3 separate regions of the Mus musculus genome follow, and regions 1 and 2 are each linked to region 3. The links are chromatin contacts, called in public Hi-C and promoter capture Hi-C maps. All regions are on one chromosome and are shown on one strand. The core of a region is the stretch at or near the end of the contact, and the rest is flanking DNA. Distances in the headings are between cores, read along the strand shown.

The links. Promoter capture Hi-C pulls out the DNA fragments that hold promoters and counts their contacts. Hi-C and Micro-C count contacts between places; a contact is called where the count stands out from the background.
Region 1: a Hi-C map of B cells shows a contact between it and region 3, with 5 read pairs. The contact joins the promoter of C1galt1 here to the promoter of Ndufa4 in region 3. A contact is called at or near these places in 2 of 39 promoter capture datasets (embryonic stem cells and pre-B cells) and 1 of 484 Hi-C or Micro-C datasets (B cells).
Region 2: a contact with region 3 is called in a promoter capture Hi-C map of cranial neural crest. The contact joins the promoter of Glcci1 here to the promoter of Ndufa4 in region 3. A contact is called at or near these places in 2 of 39 promoter capture datasets (cranial neural crest and pre-B cells).

What each region holds. Positions count from the first base shown.
Region 1 is chr6:7,843,682-7,846,512 of GRCm38.p6, reverse strand. It overlaps C1galt1 (core 1 synthase, glycoprotein-N-acetylgalactosamine 3-beta-galactosyltransferase, 1), which reads right to left and starts at 1,289. Exons shown (of 4, transcript NM_052993.3): 1 at 1,119-1,289.
Region 2 is chr6:8,508,111-8,511,012 of GRCm38.p6, reverse strand. Glcci1 (glucocorticoid induced transcript 1) reads right to left here and starts at 1,413. Exons shown (of 8, transcript NM_133236.3): 1 at 694-1,413. The coding sequence starts at 1,126. A430035B10Rik (RIKEN cDNA A430035B10 gene) reads left to right here and starts at 1,852. Exons shown (of 2, transcript NR_040452.1): 1 at 1,852-2,034; 2 at 2,202-2,902.
Region 3 is chr6:11,906,032-11,908,976 of GRCm38.p6, reverse strand. Ndufa4 (Ndufa4, mitochondrial complex associated) reads left to right here and starts at 1,527. Exons shown (of 4, transcript NM_010886.3): 1 at 1,527-1,653; 2 at 2,869-2,945. The coding sequence starts at 1,612. It also overlaps a transcript of Phf14 not described here.

The DNA.
Region 1 (2,831 bases), core at 40-2,539, 4.1 Mb after region 3:
TACTTTCACCAAAGATTTGACTTTATATTATCATGAGTTTATAGTTAAGCTGAATAACACAATTTTCATTTCAGCAAAATCAACACACAAGCAATATACAGCACATACTTTTGAATACAATTAGCCAAACATTAACTCATTATATGTACTTTTAAACTGCTTGATATTAAAGTTATCCACAACTGTAGGCTGATTTTTTTTTTAAGAGCACAATGTAGGGAGAGGGAGTTTAAGTGGGAAATGACCACAAAGCATTTGTAAACTGCTGAGTCCTGAGTAAAAAGATAGAGGAAAACATAAATTTCAAGAAAATCTGAAACACTAAAGTTAGTTGTCCACTAATGCTGACTTTTCAGTGAGTCATACTTGCCTTCCTAAGTCAGTTTTACTGAACATATGGTGAAAAGAGTTAACTGTTTGGTAACTTCAAACCTTATATTCATTTAAACTGGACAAAAATATATACTACAGCTGGCAGAAATGCTATACAATGCTTAGAGCACACAATATCGTGTGCACAAGGCTCGTCTGACATTTATCTGATAAGGAACTGGAAAATTGTACCGTTTATAAATACCTTCTAAAAACTCAAGTTTCCACTTCCAAATCCAAACTTCCACCAGAATCAAACAACTTGTAGTGTGCACAGCATTTTTTTCTTGGCACCAGGCTGAGCTATCTGTGGTCTATCCTCAACTTCCTGCAAATTACCAAACTTCTGTCCCTTCCGCGTTGCCTACTCAGTCTGAAGCACTGAAGTTCTAACTTTGTAACTTTTTAACTCAGAATACATCTTTTGACAGTATGTACTAAAAGGAAATACCGTGAATACAAAGATCTAGATTGGAAAAAAAAAATTTTTTTTCCAGGAAGTAAGGGATCTTAGAATATTCTAAGTCCCACGCCACTAGTAAGAAGTGTGGACAGAGCTCAAAAGCATTAATCCCCGATCCTCACTCTTAAATTAGTTAATTTAGAAGAGTATCTATCTAAAGTCAAAGCACTTTGTTTAACTAGCCAACATCTAGGAAAGCCATCACACTTTGTTACCAAAGGAAAAAGAAAAAACAAAAAACATTTTTTTTTTAAATCCTGCGCGTAGCAAGCCCCCAACACACCTGGCTGGTTCACTCAGTCAACGAAGGGCAGGGAAAGTTCCAACCATAACCGACCAGCTCCAGACAAAGCTGACGGTCCAACGGCGGCGGGCACTCGGGACTGTTGCGGCCGGAAGGTGCCCGCACCTGAGTGCACACAGCTGGCGGGCGCCGGGCGCGCGGAGGCCCGGGGCGGGGCGGCGGGCAGGACCGCTCGGCGCTGGCCCGCCCCGGGCGCCTCGGGCCGGACACGCCGGGCCGCGGAGAGCGCGAGGGTGGCCGCTCGCCCGCCGCCCGAGACACCTGTTTGGCCGCGCCGGCGCGGACGGGGACGCGGACCCGGGCGGCGTTCCCGAACCCTCAGTCGCCCTGCCGCCGGCAGCCGAGCCCCTGGACCCGCAGCCCTCGGGCGCCTCCGCCCGCCGTCCCTGACATCAGCCCCGGCTCCCTCTCGCCCCTCCCGGAGGCGGGGAGGAGGACGACCCCCCACCCGCGACCTTCGCTGCCCTGGCCCGCCGCAGCACGGGCAGGGGCCGCTAGCCTGGGCCGCCCGCGGCCGCCCAGATCATCTCCCGGCGGCGGCGGCGGCGGCGGCGGCCGAGGCGGGCCCGGCGCGCGCTCCTGCCGCTCGCTCCCGCCGCTCGCTCCGCCCCTCCCGACCGCGCGGCCTGGACCACGGCCCGCCTACTGCGCAGCCGCCACCCAGGGGTCTCGGAGATGCTGACGTCCCGGCTGCAGCAGCTGCAGCAGCAGCAGCAGCCCCGGGGAAGGGCGGGGCCTGGGCAGAGTGGGCGGGGACACCGCGACCTGCGGATGCGGGGATTGGCCGCCGGGTGTTTGCCCCGCCCTCCTGCGGAGTGGGCTGGGAAGTCCCGGCTTCCCCGAGCTCAGGGTTTTTTTAGCCCCCTTCTGGTGAGGTTGAGTGTTCTAATTCTCTCAGGAAAGCAGAAAGCGAAATTAGCAGGGAGTACAAGTAAAGAACTGCCTTTTAAACTGTTGTCTGTGGAACAAACCTCAACGTCACGCTGACCTCTAACCCAATCTTAGCCCCCCCCCCCTTTTTTTTTGCCTCTTTTCCTTTCACAGCATTCCTCTATCCTTAATAACAAGAGATTTGGCATAATGAAGAGTGCTCTGTAACCAGATGTGTGCCTCAGAAGAACAGAGAACTCATATAGTGACAACGGACAGAAAGCCTCTTGGAGGAATGTGTGTAATGGCATTTTACTTCTGTTCTGCTATGGCAAATACTTAAGAGTTTTACAAACTCAGCGGGGAGTGGTGGTGCACGCCTAGCACTCGGGAGTTGGAGGCCAGCCTGGTCTAATAAGTGAGTTCCGGGACAGCCAGGGCTATACAGAGAAACCCTGTCTTGAAAAACCAAAAAAAAAAAAAAAAAAAAAAGAGAGAGAGAGAGAGTTTTACAAACTCGTCTGCTCTGCTTTGGCAAAGGTCCTGTGTACCAAGAAGCTATCTTTGTGGCAGCAACGGAAGTGGGTTGCCACCTGGTGAGGCAGCAGGGAGTGGAAGTAAGATCTAGAGACCTTAACCATCATCTGCAAGGCCAGGCCCCCGGATGGAAACACTGTGCCCTGCTTGATAAATGTTCAAACTATGCAGTTCTGAGCACACCACAGCATAGCTATTAAAAGTGAGGGTTTTGGAATAAGACATTTAAGCTTTATCTGAATCCACTTTCTGCCTCTACTATTATAGATGCTAAGTTGTAAAGAA
Region 2 (2,902 bases), core at 164-2,663, 3.4 Mb after region 3:
AAAAGAAAGGAGATCTCTCTACACAGCTCAGCTGAACTGCTAAGTATACTTAAAGATGCAAGGAAAAAGTGAACACACTCCACAAACAGGCTTTAAGAAATTCACCACGAAAACCACCATTCCGGCATAAGCCATTTGTAGTGCAGTAGTGATCTAATACATGACTATATAAAGTAGAGGAGAGGATGGATAAACAGCATACACTTTAAACTGCCTCCCCTACACATGCAAAGGATATTCTAACAACCTAACTACCGCCATCAAGTCTCCAAAACACAAACATACTCCAGACAAGAACTTTGTGGGAAAGCACAAAGGCTGCAGAGATTACCACTACCACCTTATGCCCCGCTAGAGAGTTTGTGTGCGTGTTTAAGGGTTTCACACGGCTCCTCCTTGCCCGGCTCCAAACACAGAAAGCTAATAAGCTATTAAACCGAAACACTTTTCTTTTGCAGGCGAGGGATGCAAGATAAAATCTGAGTGGCGGTGTGAGGGTCGGATAAAAGTTGATTTCCAGGTCGCTCCTCCAAGCCCTGCAGCGACCTCAGGGTGGGGGGTGAGATTCCCAAAGCCACTTTCACACCTTCGGTAATGCACTAGCAAACAGAAGCCCGGAGAGGCTGAAGTTTTCCACGCAGGGCACCGTCGGGGAGACGCAGCCCGGGAGGACGGGAGGGTTGGGCTCGCTACCTCTGCACACGGGCGAGCCGGGACTCCGTCTCTCAGGTGAGCTGCTCCTCCGCCGGCTCTCGGGGGACCGTCTCGGGCGGCCCTTGGCGCGAGGCGCCTGCTCGGCTGGGGCAGCGGCCGGCGGTGGAGTCGGGCTGGACGGGCTGGGGCCGCGGGCCCCTCCGGGCCCGGAGAGACTGCCGAGCGCGGCGGCGGCGGTGGCGGCGGCGGCGGCCGGGCGCGTGGGGCTGTGCTGGCTGCCCCGCAGGAGCTGGTAGGGCACCGTGGCGCGGATGGGCTGCAGCAGCCGACCGGCTCCCGCAGCCGGTGCGCAGCTCCCGGCCGGCCCCGTCCCGCTCCCGGCAGCGGCGGGCGGGGAGCCCGCGGTGCTGCGCCGCATCCTCTGCGGCGCGGAGTGAGGGGTCTGAGAGGAACTGGAGGACGCAGTGGACATGGTGGCTCCGCGGGCGGGCGGGCGGGCGGGCGCGCGAGCGAGCGTGTGGGAGCCGGCGCCGCGGTGCGTGCGATGTGTACGGGGGAGGGGCGGGGAGGGGCGGAGCCGCGGGGCTCCCCTTCCGACGCGCACCCCGCCGCCGAGGGGGAGGGGACGCCGCGACGGCCAACGTCCAACGGCTCAACCGCCCCGCGGCGCTCTGCGGGGCGCTCACGGCAGAGCCCGCGTCGAGCCCATGGCCGCCGCCGCCGCCGCCCCGGGCATCGCGCTGACAGGGCACTCGCCCGCTTCCCGCGGCTGCTCAGCCCTCGCGGGGGGTCGCCCGCGCGACACGACTCGGCGACCACGGGCAGCGCCGGGACTTTAGCCTCGGAGGAGAGAAAGGGGCCTCGAGGCGCCTCGCGCTGCGCGTAACCCGCGCCACCGCAAACGCCGCCGCCGCTGCCGCCGCCACCTCGACCCGCTTCTCACTCGGAATGGCAACTAATCCTGTGTCGGCGCCCCGCCTCCGGCCCCGCCTCTGGGCGTTCCGGACCCGGCTCCTGCGGCTGCGAGCGCTGTGATTGGCAGCGCCACCCTACTCCGGGATGCCAAGGAATGGTTGTATTGTCGGAGTGAGAGGAGACTCGGCCAATTACAGTACCACGTTTCCGCTCTGGGGGCGGAGCATGGAAGTGGATGAGAGAGGCGGGCCTCGCGCGGAGGGAGGGACTTAAGAGTTGACAGGCTTTGAGGTGAGGGTCAGGTTAGAAAAGTGGGTCCATACGTGCCCTGCGCGGACTCCGACGCCCAAAGACACGCGCGCGCTGCGATAAGCAAGTTACAAGGATTCCACCCTCCAGTGCTCTCTACAACCTGGGGCTGAGGACGCTGAAGCCAAACTAATTTTGCAAATACACCTGCATCCGGTGAGATGTTTTAGTTAAAGCTGAGTGAAGGATCCTTAACCCTTTTAATCTTAGAAATGTCTTTAAGTGTCCTAGTCGCCTTGTGAATCAAAACAACTTCAGGATTAGTGTATGGATGCTACATTGAACAAAATGCACCTGCCATTACAACCTGTTTGTCGTTACAGGGTAGGGTGGAGAACATCACATTCTGAATTGTACACGTCAACAAGAAAATTTACAGCATCGCATCATCAGATTTATTAATGGAGAGCACCTAGTTTACTACCCCGGAGCTGATGGTCTCTTGGGAGAAAGACCAGGCATAATGTAACAATTCATTGTGGTCATTTCCTCTGTGTGATGGCACTGGGGGTTATTCTTCTGCAAGGAAAATGAGAAGTACGAAGATTTTAGATGGGCATAAGAAAGTATATAAAACCCTAATCAGGAATAGTTAAAGCTCTACATCAGATACCTCCTATTAATTCACATGAGATAAACAAAAACATAAGATTTTACAAAATAAAGAAGTGGCGTGTCAGATTGGCGTCTGCCTGGTGTCTGCCCACACTGGCAAGCTTCCTGATTCCAGGCACTAAATGATCAGTTTCACTCAGAGGAGCCACCTTTCTCTGCTTCCCTGTGTGGTCAGACAGAAATTAAATGAAATTAAATGAAAATTTTTAAAAAAATAAGAAAAAATAAGAAGCACAGTAAATTGTTGTTTAGAAAAAATATTGATGATGCCTAATCAAAATACAAAAAATAGCATCTAGTACTATATCCTACTATATTAGTCATAGTTCTATGCTTTATCACATATAAAAATAATAGCTAATGTTTACTAAACATTCACCACGTGCTAGCCACTGTTCTAAGGACATTA
Region 3 (2,945 bases), core at 278-2,777:
AAGTGACTTGACTTTAGCAGTCATACAGCTCATTTCCTAAGAAACAAAACCACTCCATCTATTGTCTACTCTAGATATTCTAGAGTATTCTGCTCTCGAGAAATACCGTGGGTTTTGCATACACACTCATCCATTATTTCAGTAATTGGCATGGATATGTTCACAGCTGCTCACCACTAAAGTTCTGATTTACTCTTTTTTTTTTATTCTTTTTCACTCATTCACCCATAACCATCCAACTATCAAGTTCTGTTGATACCACAAAATTTTCTCTGATATTTTTGGTGATTTTTTTTCCCCAATCAGTACATTCCTCCCCACCCCCAGGACAACTAAAAATTCTCTCACATGGACAACTACAATAGCCCTTTTATCTACTCCATTCTTCATAGCCAAAGGAATTCTTTTCAACCATATAATCTTATTGGTGAACTTCTGAAAGTCCTGAACATAAAGTCCTTGCATAAGTGGTCCCTGCCTCGGATGTGGCTCCTACTTTGCCTTCCCTTTTAAATGGTAGACTGTGTGCTTCATGCCTTCATGTGAATTGTCTTCCTTATACACCGCCACCTGAAGCCTGTACTGGGCTAATGCTACCTGTTCAGTTTAGCAGTTTCGGCGAAACCCTCTCCTTATTATTTGAAACGTTTTAACATGTGTAGGGAGTCCAAATTGTTGGCTGTGATTCGAAAGTGCCCATTAAACCTGCCCCAAGGAAGAACTTTTGGGTAAAAGTAAATTTGCAAAGAGATAAATGAACATTGACTTAGGATGGTAGAAAAGGTTAAGTTCAGCAACACGGCCAATGAAGATACTTTTAAGGATTCAATATCTGGACCAAAAAGAGATGGTGGCATGTTGCAAAACTTCTTTGGGGGGCGACAACTCTTCAATAGTGCCACGACCTAAGAATCTAGAAATCACATTGTAGAAACTATGGCCAGCTTTAAGTCACTTACTAGTGTTTCAACTTCTGTCCCTAAGCGCCAGTGAAAGTCAGGAAGCAGCTGCAGTCTTAAACCGCAGCCGTTGACCCCGGCGGCTGGAGACTCGACCTGTCCTGCGGGATCTGGGCGCTGAGCCTGCAGAGGCGCCTGGCAGCTCCCTCCGGGGCCCTCCGGGCGGCGCGGCGCGCGCCCCACACGCGCGCCCCCAAGCGCGTCCACGCGCGGCCCTGGCCGGGAGGCGCCGCTAAGGAAGCCGCGCCCGCCGAGCGCACTGCCAGCGGACCGCCGGATGACCCTGGTCTATACGCATGCCGTCCTGAAAAGTGCCTGTCTCACCAGTCGAGACGCTCTGCCTGCTATGCAAAAAATAAAAAAATAAACCTATCAAAAAGATGCATGGTGGAGAACTGATGGATCATGAACTCAAAAATGCGAAGAAGTGGTCGGGACATTTAGGGCAATCGCGCGAGGGCTGACTACCTATTCAGGCACCTTAGAGGACAGCCGCATCCGGGCTTTCCTGCTGCAGGCTGCCCTCAGCGCCAGGGGTCCTTCAGGTAGGAGGTCCTGGGTGACTTTGGACGTCCGCTCAGCCAGGTTGCAGAAGCGGCTTAGCGTGTGTCCTAATCTTCTCTCTGCGTGTAGGTAGGCCTGTGCCGCAAACATGCTCCGCCAGATCCTCGGGCAAGCCAAGAAGCATCCCAGCGTAAGTTCACGGTCTTTGCCAGGGTGGCCTCTTAGCTGTGGTTGCTCCTGCCCGTGTCCCCTGGGGACGTTCTCTTTTCTCTGTTCCTTGGGGTTACATTCTGTTGTTGGGATGACCTGATTGCTTGAAGCCTCTACCTGGGGTGGAGGTGAGGTTGCCTGAAGCAGAAGGTGGCAGAGATCAGGGAGAAAGGTAAACATTCTGAGTGTTGGAACACTGTGGCTCTCAGATTACTTGGTCCCAAGAGGGGTGAGTGGTACGTTGAGTGATTAGAATCCAAGAGAGGCCAAGTTTGTTATGCTGCTCTTTGCGGCTTTTAGAGTCACTGCATTGCACCACCAAACCTTCAGAAGTGCAAGGGATCGTCATCGTGTAATCCCCACTTTGCTTGGAAAACTTGACACTGGCAAAATTGATTTAAGTTTTCTTGACCTGTCACTTTCGTCCAGTATAGCTCGATAGAGGATGCTGTGTACCTAAAACTCCCACTGATGGGCCTTCATCTTTGCCTTAAGCCTGGTTTTCTAAATACTCAGCAAAATTAACTGCAGTCTGTTTTCAGAGTTCATTCCTAAAACTAGTGCTTTTAATAGGCATTTCTGTCCGCTAGTTATGCTCTTTATTTCACAGAGATTATGTTCACAGAACTTTTGGTTTTTCGAGACAGGGTTTCTCTGTATAGCCCTGGCTGTCCTGGAACTCATTCTGTGGACCAGGCTGGCCTCAAACTCAGAAATCTGCCTGCCTCTGCTTCCCAGTTGCTGGATCAAAGGTGTACGCCACATTGCCTGGCTCACAGAACTTTTAAGGGCCACTTTTCAGTAGTTCCCGAAGAGATTCCGCTCCCAGCCTACCAGGGAAGTATATCTCGTTACTTCCAGGGAAGCAATGAAATTTAATGGGAATGCTGTTCAAGACTTACAGAGGTGAATGTACTTGATAGGATTATTTGTTCATATAATTTAATCCATGTAAGGAAGTTGGACTCTTAAGCCAACACCATCCTGATGTCTTTTTACAGAGATCATGCCTTTAGAATACAATTGAAAGAAACACTGCTTCAATCCAAGTTCAACCGTTATTCCCATTGTAGGACAAATTAGCCAAATAGCAGATTTAGAGGTTGGCTTATATAGAAAGGAACCAGTGTGCCCTTATTTGGACAAGATCAAGGGATGTGATGATGGCTACTCTTCTTTGTCTATTTGTTTCTAGTTGATTCCTCTCTTCGTATTTATTGGAGCAGGGGGTACTGGAGCAGCACTGTATGTGATGCGCTTGGCACTGTTTAA